Linked DNA regions of Sus scrofa: region 1 is linked to region 2. A link is a contact called in public Hi-C data. All regions are on one chromosome and are shown on one strand. Each heading gives the region's core, a stretch centred on a gene start, on an enhancer-like site or on the middle of the called end of the contact. The rest is flanking DNA. Distances are from core to core; before and after follow the strand shown. Region 1 has its middle 18 kb from the start of C7H6orf15. Region 2 overlaps LOC102164321 (a long non-coding RNA gene).

Region 1 (5,870 bases), core at 989-3,488, 160 kb before region 2:
GCCCAAGGGGCTTCGTCCACGAAAAAGAAGTGGATTCCTCTCAGGGCCCGGAATATACTGTTTCTTCTGTTTTAATGAAGTGAGAAATCCCTCATTAAAAACAATCCAGATAAACTTCTTTAATAACCAGCTGCGTTGGCCCTTAGCTCCCTCCCTGCTGAGGGCTGAGGGCCGCGGTCCCCGGATTACAATCTAACAGCTATCAGTTCTGCTTTCTTTGGTGACAGTCTGCCGGGACATTTCCTTTTTTTGACTTCTCGGTGATTCTTAGCTCTTCACAAGCAAACTAGACCAGGAAACTCCAGCATCTTGTGCCACAAGCATTGGCTTGAATTGGACTCAAAACACTTCCTCTTCAAAGGGCAGCACTCTGAAAAGTATGAACCTATTTTATTAGTCGTGATGGAAAGAGCTTTTTGGGGTTTCAAGTCTACCTGAGTAAAAAAGCACACTGATTCCTGGTTTTAATGCCATCCTGTGGTACCTGAGATGCTCTCATTGGGGTAAGCTGGGAGATGGTTGCATGGGACATCTCTACTTTTTTTTGCCATATTCTGTGTGTGAGTCTAGAATTATTGCAAAAAGAAAAGAGAAGGGGGAGAGGGGAGCCGGGGGGGAGGGGAAGGGGGGGGAAGGGAGGAGGGGACGAGAAGGGGAAAAAAAGAGGAGAAAGAGGAGGGACATTAAAAACTATGTCCTGGAGTTCCCTTCATGGCGCAGTGGTTAACGAATCCAACTAGGAACCATGAGGTTTTGGGTTCGGTCCCTGGCCTTGCTCAGTGGGTTAAGGATCCGGCGTTGCCGTGAGCTGTGGTGTAGGTTGCAGACAGGGCTTGGATTGTGCGTTGCTGTGGCTCTGGTGTAGGCCGGTGGCTACGGCTCCGATTCGACCCCCAGCCTGGGAATTCCCATGGGCTGCGGAAGCAGCCCTAGAAAAGGCAAAAAGAAAAACAAACAAACAAACAAAAAAAACATGTCCTGGAGTTCCCGTCATGGCTCAGAGGAAATGAACCTGCCTAGCATCCATGAGGACTGGGGTTTGATCCCTGGCCTTGCTGAGTGGGTTAAGGATCCGGCTTTGTGGTGAGCTGTGGTGTAGGTCGAGGATGCAGCTTGGATCCCATGTTGCTGTAGCTGTGGTGTAGGCCGGCAGCTGTAGCTCTGATTCAACCCCTAGCCTGGGAACCTCCATGTGTGGTGGGTGCGGCCCTAAAAAGACAGGAGTTCCCGTCGTGGCTCAGTGGTTAACGAATCTGACTAGGAACCATGGGGTTTCGGGTTTGATCCCTGGCCTTGCTCAGTGGATTAAAGATCCAGCATTGCCATGAGCTGTGGTGTAGGTTGCAGACTTGGCTCAGATCGCATTGCTGTGGCTCTGGTGTAGGCCAGTGGCTATAGCTCCGATTCACCCCCTAGCCTGGGAACCTCCCTATGCCGCGGGAGCGGCCCAAGAAATGGCAAAAAGACAAAAAAAAAAAAAAAAAAACCCCAAAAAAACAAAAGGTTGAAAAAATATGTACTCGATGATGGAGTTCCTGCTGTGGTGCAGGGGGATTGGTGGTGTCTCTGGAGCACTGGGACACAGGTTTGATCACCAGCCGGGCACAATGGGTTAAGGATCAGGTGTTGCCTGAAAAAAAAGACATTCTAGGAATAGGGACTCTCCTTATTCCTGGGGTTTTGGCTCCAACTCTGTTGCGGCTTCCTACCTTAGTGAACTGGATTAGTGAACATGTGTGATCACAATGACTCTGCCTAGACAAGAGGCAGGGGTGTGTAGAAGCCTGCCCAGCCTCCCTGTCACATGTCCCAGGAGCCTTTCACTCTTGGGCCTCCAAAAGAGGGTGGAAGTGTCCCCTCACCAGCAGAGGGGTCAATGAGTAATTCGTATTAAAGGAGTGATTTTGCCTGGAGTGTCTGTCACATGTATCGCCCTCAGGACCCCAGCAGGGCTATTGCAGCTGGCAGGTGGCTGATGGAGGATTTAGGATTAGCATCTTGATTACATCATCTTTGAAGACTTGACTAACATCTGGCATTGTCTGGAAGATGGCATGGAGGAGGGTATACCCGCAGATCCCTGGCAGTTGGAGAGCTGAGTCACTTGAGAGTCTGAAAGTTCAAGAGCAGCTGCAGTGTTGGGCAAAAGCCAAGATTGAGGGAGACTGAAAATATATTGAATTTCCCAGGCTCCCTGGGGCATAGGCTTATTTGTGACCGCAGCAGCCTCCTGGGCACGAGGCTAAGGAAGGCTTGGGTTTCTTTAGGGGAGTGAGAAATCGGAGAGCAGAGCCACAGATGGGGCAGTGGAGAATGTAGGACCTGGAAATTTACTTGAGTGTCTGCTTGAAATGCAAGGTCCTGTGTTTCCAAAAAAGTGTAAAGATGCCAAACTCAGGATACCAGGGGAAGGGATAAATGAAGACAGTCTGTAATATGTTGGAGGGAAAAACTGAGTGACTTATACATGTGTGTGAGGTGTCCCTGTTAGACATTTGTAAATTTTCCTCCATGTGGGAATGTTTCAGATGCTGCTTTTAAAGAAATGACATAGTCTGCATGGCTGGTGGAGTTTATTTTTAAAACCCTGTCCAGCCCTTAGTGCTTTACCATGTATTATTCCCCAATGTGTTTTTGCTTTTTTAAAAAAAACATTTAAAATTTTTACCAAACTTATATATGTATATAATTTTAAAAGGCAAAAATATCCCTACAAGACTTATAACAAGAAGCCGTGGTCTTTACACCACTTTTCCAATCTCTAATTCTCTTTTCCTAGATGCAAACATTTCTATGCTCCATTTGCTTTTATCTTCCTATTTTTTATTTTTTATTATTATTATTTTGGTCTTTTCTAGGGCCGCACCTGTGGCATATGGAGGTTCCCAGGCTAGAGGTCTAATCGGATCTGTAGCCGCCGGCCTACGCCAGAGCCTCAGCAATGTGGGATCCGCAACCTACACCACAGCTCACAGCAACGCTGGATCCCCAACCCACTGAGCAAGGCCAGGGATCAAACCCCAAACCTCATGCTTCCTAGTCGGATTCATTAACCACTGCGCCATGACGGGAACTCCTCTTCCTATTTTTTAAATAACAAGTTGTATCAGCCAGGGTTGAGTGCAGGAAATAGAGATTATGCTAGATATATTAAGCAGGAAGTGATTTTACAAAGGCTGTTAGGAGCTTTTGAAATCTTTAGAAGGGCTAAAGGAGGAGGTACCCACCTGAGCCTTATGGAATGATAGCTAGAATAATATAGTTTATTAGGTGTTCCTTTGATGGCTTGCTTATAAATTTATCACTAATTTGTCATCAGATTCCCCTTCAACAGTGTAGTTTTCCTCTCCATTCAAATACATGATAATCAATTTCATTTTTTTCTTGGACATAGCCTTTGGTGGCCAGGTAAGGGAATTACCTTTATTCCTGAGGTTTTGGCCTCAATCTCCTGTTTCATTCTGGACCTGTGGATCCCTAGGTGACCCATATGGCTTCCTCTTGGGATGTCCCTTTAACACACACACACACACAAAACGATGGTGCCAATTATTTTGGGTTATGTACATACAACAATGTTGCTTAACACCCGAAGGTGACAAGAAAAGCTCTGAAACTTTCTTGACCTAGGGAGAGGAAAGACAGCTTTCCATGGACACTGTTTCCACAGCTGCATTGCTGTCTTAACTGTCATATAGTTTGATGGATGGTGCTATGAGAAAAATATAGCTTTTTCTTGATTTGACATTGTTCTAGCAGGACAGGCAGTAATAGCCACACTTAATAAATGGATAAACTAAGGCTGAGAGAGTTTATACATTCTTTTAAGGGGCAGAACTATATTAGAACTCAGGTTTTCTGACTTTTTCTTTTCTGGTGTGTGTGTTTACTCTGTAACTCATCCACAGTTAAAAAAAAAAAAAAAAAAGACTGACGGGGACTTCCCATTGTCTCGGTGGAAAAGAGTCTGACTAGTATCCACGAGGACATGCAGGTTTGATCCCTGGCCTCACTGAGTGGGTTAAGGACCTGGCATTGCCATGAGCTGTGTGATGTAGGTCACAGACATGGCTCAGATCCCACATTGCTATGGCTGTGGTGTAGGCCAGAGGCTATAGCTCCGATTGGACCCCTAGCCTGGGAACCTCCATGTGCAGCGGTTGCGACCCTAAAAAGACCAAAAAAAAAAAAAAAAAAAAAAAAAAGATAGAGTTCCTGCTGTGGCACAATGGGATTGGTGGCATCTTGGGAGTGCTGGGACACAGGTTTGATCCCCGGCCTGGCACAGTGGGTTAAGGATCCAGTGTTGCCTCAGCTGTGGTTTAGGTCACAACTGCAGCTCAGATCTGATCCTTGGCCTGGGAACTCCATATGCTGCTGGGTGTCCAAAAAAGGGAAAAAAAAAAAAAAAAAAAAAAAAGAATGACTCACAGAATGTTAATGTGGCAAAAATCATCAGAAATCCTCCAACTGCTAGAACAAAACCCCCTCAAAGATAGGACACTGCTCGCTACTGAAACCTCAGTGCGAAGTCAATGCCTGTTCCTGAGTTGGCACTTAATAAATGTGTAGAATGAATGGATGGGTGAAAGAATGAATGGTGTAGCTGTTTATAAGTGAGGAAACAAAGCTCCAGAAATGTTGACTTGTCAAAGTCACTTACCATATTTTGTAAATTACTAGACATGTGTGGATATATGCTGTGCTCATTGCCCCAGCAAGTGCAAGACAGGGGTGTGACACTGTGAGACATAAGCCAACTTCCCTTGATCAATTTCCAAGAGGCTCCTGGCTCAGATGGCCACTACCCAGCTGTTGCCACTAGAGGGCTCATCAAGACCTTTCATCAGGAAGATACAGGCAGTATGGGAACCTCTTTTTGCCCTTTGTTGCCATGGATACTGTTTCCACGGTTGCTTTGACCTTTGACTGGCTTTGCCCCCCCATTGTCACATTATCTCTTTTGCTACATGGAATATATATTTGGGTTATATTTTCATTCCTGTCAATTCAACAATTTTACCACATCCAAATTTTTCTAATGCCAATTTTCATCAATCCTGACATTTATGGTATCTGTTTGACTTTACTAGTGAGTTCTGCTTTTTCCAATACTTGCAGCTCTGTGATCCAGTATCCAACACAGCATTATACCTCAGCTCCATTCAATGGGGTGTCAACTGCAAGCAGCTAAACACGAGCAATGAATACTAATTAGAACGGGGAAGAATGGGTCTTTTGTGGCCCAGCGAGAGGAAATGCCTCTGCTCAGGGGTGCATCTGTAACTCACCTTGCTTGCCGCCCCCGCCCCTGTATGACTACGTTGCTGATGGTAAGTGGCACTGCTGAAAACTCCATGAGTTTTTTTAAAGGTTCCCAAAGAGGGTGTAGAACATTAAGATATTTCACAGCTTTTGCATCTGCATGACAGCAATGTCCTCCAGCTTCCAGGAGACACCTTGTACACAGCTCTCCACTGTGCCCTCATAGCCACACATAGTAACTGGCATTTGTGTCCTCAGTAAAGATCTGATGAATGGTTAAGTGAGTCATCACACACACACATCCCGTGGGTAGAGCATAGCAGCTGAAAAACTCTCCTGGGTGGAGAAAATCACAAATACCTTGAAGCTGCCTTGATTTGGAGCTGCTGTCTTAAAACCCCTCCGGTGGGGTCCTGAGCTCAAAATGGAGTCACTCTGCTTGTATCAGTCTTTTGAGGGTGGAGCCTGAGATGCTGCAGATATTTTAAAGAGCAGAATGCACCTGTCAAAGCAAATAAATGCCATGTCGAAACCGACGACACTTCTGACACTTCCTACCGGTCATCGTATACATGGAGTTGCGTTTATTTTGTCTATGTGTCCAA
Region 2 (5,690 bases), core at 2,492-4,991:
AATTGCAATTATTTGCTGATCTGAGTAAACTACTTTTGCTGGAGAAATAACTGGCAGCCTATTTGTTTTAGGTCAAGAGGTATATGGTATAATACGAATTTCAAACTAGTGGAAATAGAAAGCTTTATTACATAAATGGTATATTGGTTCTAACCATTTGGAATACAGTATGATTAGAATGGTCTCTTTATTCTCAAAATCAATTCCATGTGAATATAAATGTCAAAAATGTTTAATGTGGGAAATGAAAACATGGAATTGGATGAGGGAGGAAGCCAACTATATTATTTTCTTCCTGGGTTGACCTTTAATCTTGTTCCATCCCTAAAAGAAAGCAAAGAATAAGTAAATTGTGACAAATCTTTCATGTTTGCATCTTGAGGTAGTCCTCAACTTCTCTCACTTTTTGGAATACTATTTCCGTTACAGCATTGGGACTTTATCACATCAACTTTCAATTCCTGCAATAACTGGAAGCTTGGATCCTATGAGTCCATGATGAGAGACGGCACTTGGCTGAATACTTAAGTTCTTCTCAAGATAAGTCAGCATTTCTCATCACTATTTTATGATACAGTCGTACCTTGGTAGCCTTAGGGGATTGGTTCCAGGACCCACAGCAGATACAAAATCTGATGATGCTCAAGTTCCATAGTCAGCTCTCTGTATCCAGTGGTTCCACATCTGCAGCTTCACCAACCTCTGATGGTAAACATAGCACGGGATTCACAGTTGGTTGAATCTGTGGATGCAGAACCCATGTAATACCTAATATGATTTGAGATGCCCCTGTTGAACAATAAAAAATTGATGTCCTTTGTTTCTGGTTCCTGGGAGGGAGAAAGACCCTAAATCCTTGGCATTTCCTGAGTAATAGGAGTATCTTTGTTATTCGTGAGACCCTTGGATCATACCTGAGTTTATGCTAATGAAATGACTTTGGATGAAAGGCTGGTCACCAGAAAGATACCCATGTGATTAAAGGGTTGGGGCTTTAAGCCAGACCAACCTTCAGGGAGGTAAGGGGGCCTGAACTGAATTCAATCGTGTGGCCAATGATTCAATCAGTCATGTCTACATGTGAAAACACTGGACACTGATTTTGAGGGAGCTTCCTGGCTGGTGAATGAGACCAATACTGGGAACGTGATGTCCCCTGATCCCACAGGGAGAGCACATGGCAGCTCTGTGTTTGGGACCCTCCCAAACTTTTCCCTACATGTCTTTTCATTTCTCTGGTCCTCCTAATTTGTATCCTTTACTGTAATTGAAAGTATGGCATTTTCCTGAATTCTGTGAGTTGTTCTAGCAAGTTATCAAATCTGAGGAGGTGTCATGGGAACACCTCAGATTTGTAGCCATTTGGAGCAAGTGGCCTGGGGACCCCCAAACTTGTGCCTGGCATGTGAAGTAAGGGCGTCTTGTTGGGGACTGTGTCGTTAACTTGGGCATCTGACACTTAACTCTGGGCGACTGTATCAGAATCACGCTGCGGTATTCCAGTCCCTATACATCTACACTCGTGTCATTCCCTTGCCAGGGCCTTGCTGGGATGTTCACGTCTGCATGATTTCATAAAGGTTAGAGGCCAAGGGAGGGCAGATTTACCCAAAGAATCAAATTCCAATGCCTTCTAATATACATCCCTGAATTTTTACAATTTCTTGCTTGTTGATTATCTGCCCTAGCTTTTGTTTCTCTGATTTTACTAGATTATCCAGATTTTGGCAAATGCTCATGATATAACTGCATGAGTCTAACCTATATACCTTCAGGATACATTTCCTGCTGCCTCCATTTTTCCTCAGAATGTCCTTAGTTGTGTGTGTTTGCGTGTGTGTGTGATGGTCATCAATCTGAGTTTTCATCAGAGGTTTGCCATCTTGATGTTTCCTTTACACAAGCAAAGCAGCGAATGGATTCTACAGAACAAATCAGTGAGTGACTATTGTGCAATACAGATCCCTGCTACAAGTTCAAATATACATCGCTTAAATTCTCTGAACTGGAGAGAACATTTTACTTTCCCACTGTCATTTTGTGCTGGGACAAACTGCTTCTCTAGACTGTCTTTAACTGAGCTGCAAAGGCTACCCACCCCACCACAGATTCTCATTGTGCTGAGGATTCATGTATCACTGGCACTTCCCGTCTCTCACACACAGCAATACTTCTCAGCAGTGGTCACAGCCTGAGATAGTTCCTTTCTCGCTAGGGCCTCCTTTCTCGCCTCGCAGATTTTCTTCAGCTGATTCTCACCATGGCTTTAGTTGACTGCTGGCTTCTTGCTACCCAGCAGCCAGGGTGGTACAATGATGCAATAATCAACCACATTTCCAATTTTGTTTTAGCTTGTTCAAGAGCAAAGCAATCATTACCTCCAGGTCCTGGAGGGGGGCTTAACTACCTTATTTAATTTTATGAGAACGTTTATGGGAAAAGGGGCCAGATCTGATCTATGTCCTTCTGAGCAGAATTGAAGGCCACCCACCCTCTGCTACTATATAATTATCTGCATTACATAAAAAAGGAGAAAAACTGTTTATACCCTGGAATCTTACTTCAAAGGGGTTCTTCTGGTGGAAATGTGATGAATAATGTTACTGCCCCAGGATGACAAAGGATAGTGCTGACACCCGGTAGCCTTGTGATGTGTGTCATATTTTAGATTATAAATATAAGTGATGTCTTTCTCTTTCTTTTTTTTTTTTTTTGTCTTTTTGTTGTTGTTGTTGTTGTTGTTGTTGCTATTTCTTGGGCCGCTCCTGCGGCATATGGAGGTTCCCAGGCTAGGGGTTGAATCGGAGCTGTAGCCACTGGCCTACGCCAGAGCCACAGCAACGTGGGATCCGAGTCGCGTCTGCAACTTACACCACAGCTCACGGCAACGCCGGATCGTTAACCCACTGAGCAAGGGCAGGGACCGAACCCGCAACCTCATGGTTCCTAGTCGGATTCGTTAACCACTGCGCCACGACGGGAACTCCCAGATGTCTTTCTCTTTCTGACGTACTTCACTTAGTATGAACATCTCTAGGTCCATCCATGTTGCTGCAAATGGCATTATTTCATTCTTTTTCATGGCCGAGTAGTATTCCATTATACATGTACCATATCTTCTTTATCCATTCATCTGTCCATACATGGAACTTAGATTGTTTCCTTGTCTTGGGTATTGTGAATAGTGCTGTAATGAACATAGGGGTGTGTTATCTTTTTGAATTATAATTTTGTCTAGGTGCATGCCCAGGAGTGGGATTGCTTGATCATGCAGAAAAAAGATTAGAAATTTTTAAAAATCCATACACAATTTATTAAAATCAAAGACTACAGAGAGAAGATATTCAGTAAGTGAGAAATAAAGGACGTGCATCAAAAATAGTTGGGTTTTATTTTTCTGAGCCAGCCCCTCCCTTGTTTCCATGCCCTTCTTTATATTAAAAAAAAAATTCAGACTTTGGAGACATTTCACAAAAATCCTGCCAAGGAAAATACCAAGAATTCAATGGGCACAGGAGCCCACAATGCAATAAAGAGAAAGCCACAAAATGTTTTGGATGGCTTTAAAAGTATGTTACATTTATCATTGTTGATTATAAAATGTGCATGAAATATCACATTCCTAATGTTTTCCTCAACCAAATGGAATCTGCTCTGTGTTCCAAACTGCTAGACTGTGAGGAAATTCAACCCTAGTCATTAGTGGGGCTCCCTCCTCCCTTCATGAGATCATAAAACATCAGGGGTTTATTCAGTGCCAGAAAAGCTGAGAGCAAGGCCAGGTCCTTAGTAACCAGTGGTGGCTGTCACAGCTCAGGCTTGCTATAATAAAATACCACAGACCAGGTGGCCTAAACAGCAAACATTTCTTTCTCACAGTTCTGGAGGCCCAGAAGTCTTAGAACGAGGGGCTAGAAGATTCAGTGTCTGGTAAGAGTTCTCTTCCTTGTTTCCAGATGGCCAGCTTCTCTCTGCATCCTCACATGACAGAGACAGAGGAGGGATCTGGTCTTTTCCTCTTCTTATCAGGGCACTAATTCTACCACTGGGGTCCCACCTCATGACCTCACCTAAACCTAACTACCTTCCAAAGACTCCACCCCCAAATACCATCACGTTGGGGATTAGGGCTTTGACATATGAATTTAGGGGTGATACAAACACTCCATCCATAGCAGCAGCCATGGTTTCCATTGATCCCTCTTCTTTCAGAGGTTTCTGTCAAACCCTGGTGTCCTCTGGATCAGGCACTGCCCCTTATGGATGTCCATATCACTGACCACAGAGTTCCCCTGGGGTACCATGTCCTGTGTCCCTAGTGGAGAGAAACCATGTCCGGCCTCTCTGGGCTTTGTCCAGCCATCTTTCAGCCTAGGTATGCCCTGGGAAAAATCAGAAGCCTGAGTCTCCACTACTCATTGAGCAGAAGGTACCAAATTTCCAGGTCCCAGAGAATCTCAACCTCCGCTAAGCACATACCCACAACCCACTTCTGTCTCAGCCTAGATGTTTATACATGACCCTAACACCAACACTCACCCACCCTCTCCATATCCAAAACAGAAGCTCAGAAATGAGAACAAAAACTTCATAACCTTCTCAGTGAGGGAAATACACATAGAGCAACAAGAACAAAACAAAAAATAATTCCATAATAAATTATCCTGCCACAAGCCTGACAGCTAAAAGAATTCTAATGAAATGAAGATTTGGCAAATACTGTAGCCACACTGGCAAAGTAAGTTAATGAGATGGATTCTTACAGAGCTCATCATGGACACGAAGGCTGTGGACTAGGTAAAGATTCAGCTGTTCCTGTTACCTATCGCTGCATAACCACTCCAAACCTAGTGGCTTAAAACCACTCACTGCATAACTACTTCAAACCTAGTGGCTTAAAGTTAGTGACTTTGTCAGTTCGCAAGTCTACTCCTATTGATATCAACTGGGGTCACTCAGGGCCATCATTTGGCAGATGAGCTAGTCTAAAGAGTCCAGGACGGGAGTTCCTGTTGTGGCTCAGTGGTTAACGAATCCCACTAGAAACCATGAGGTTGCAGGTTCGATTCCTGGCTTTGCTCAGGAGGTTAAGGATATGGTGTTGCCGTGAGCTGTGGTGTAGGTTGCAGACGCAGCTCGGATCCTGTGTTGCTGTGACTCTGGCGTAGGCCGGTGTTTACAGCTCCAATTAGACTCCTAGCCTGGGAACCTCCATGTGCCTCGGGAAGCAGCCCTAGAAAAATGCAAAAAGACAAAAAAAAAAAAAAAAAAAAAGAAAAAGAGTCCAGGACAGTTTCCCTTACACCTCTGTCTCCTTGGTGGGGACAGCTGGGCTCTGCTGGTGGTTGACCCCAGGGCTGGACACGGCTGTTCCATCATACAGTCTCGGGGAATTTGGACTTCCTGCATGGTGGCTCAGGGCTCCCAGAGAGTGTTCCAAGAGATAAAAAGTAGAAGTTGCCTAAGTCTGGAAAGTGGCTCAGCATCAGCTCCACCAATTTTTGTTGATCAAAAAGCCACAGAGGGAGTTCCCGATGTGGTTCAGCAGATAAAGAATCCGACTAGTATCCATGAGGAGGTGGGTTTGATCCCTGGCCTCACTCAGTGGGTCAGGGCTCTGGCGTTGCTGTGAGCTGTGGTGTAGTTTGCAGATGCAGCTCAGATCCCTCGTTGCTATGGCTGTGGTGTAA

The links. Hi-C and Micro-C count contacts between places; a contact is called where the count stands out from the background.
Region 1: a contact with region 2 is called in a Hi-C map of skeletal muscle, with 7 times the contacts expected there. The contact joins two enhancer-like sites. A contact is called at or near these places in 9 of 47 Hi-C or Micro-C datasets (embryonic fibroblasts, epiblast stem cells, fetal skeletal muscle and 6 more) and 1 of 2 datasets of contacts at active chromatin or transcription factors (skeletal muscle).

What each region holds. Positions count from the first base shown.
Region 1 is chr7:23,495,544-23,501,413 of Sscrofa11.1, reverse strand. No RefSeq gene overlaps it. Among named protein-coding and RNA genes, the nearest start is that of C7H6orf15, 18 kb to the left of the region's middle. Within about 2 kb of position 2,238, at least 5 of the 83 cell types and tissues checked have an H3K27ac peak or open chromatin away from gene starts, as enhancers often do. A contact at or near this core is called in skeletal muscle, where this site is marked.
Region 2 is chr7:23,340,877-23,346,566 of Sscrofa11.1, reverse strand. It overlaps LOC102164321 (a long non-coding RNA gene), which reads right to left. Exons shown (of 3, transcript XR_001297781.2): 2 at 584-742. Among named protein-coding and RNA genes, the nearest start is that of DDR1, 37 kb to the left of the region's middle. Within about 2 kb of position 3,741, at least 19 of the 83 cell types and tissues checked have an H3K27ac peak or open chromatin away from gene starts, as enhancers often do. A contact at or near this core is called in skeletal muscle, where this site is marked.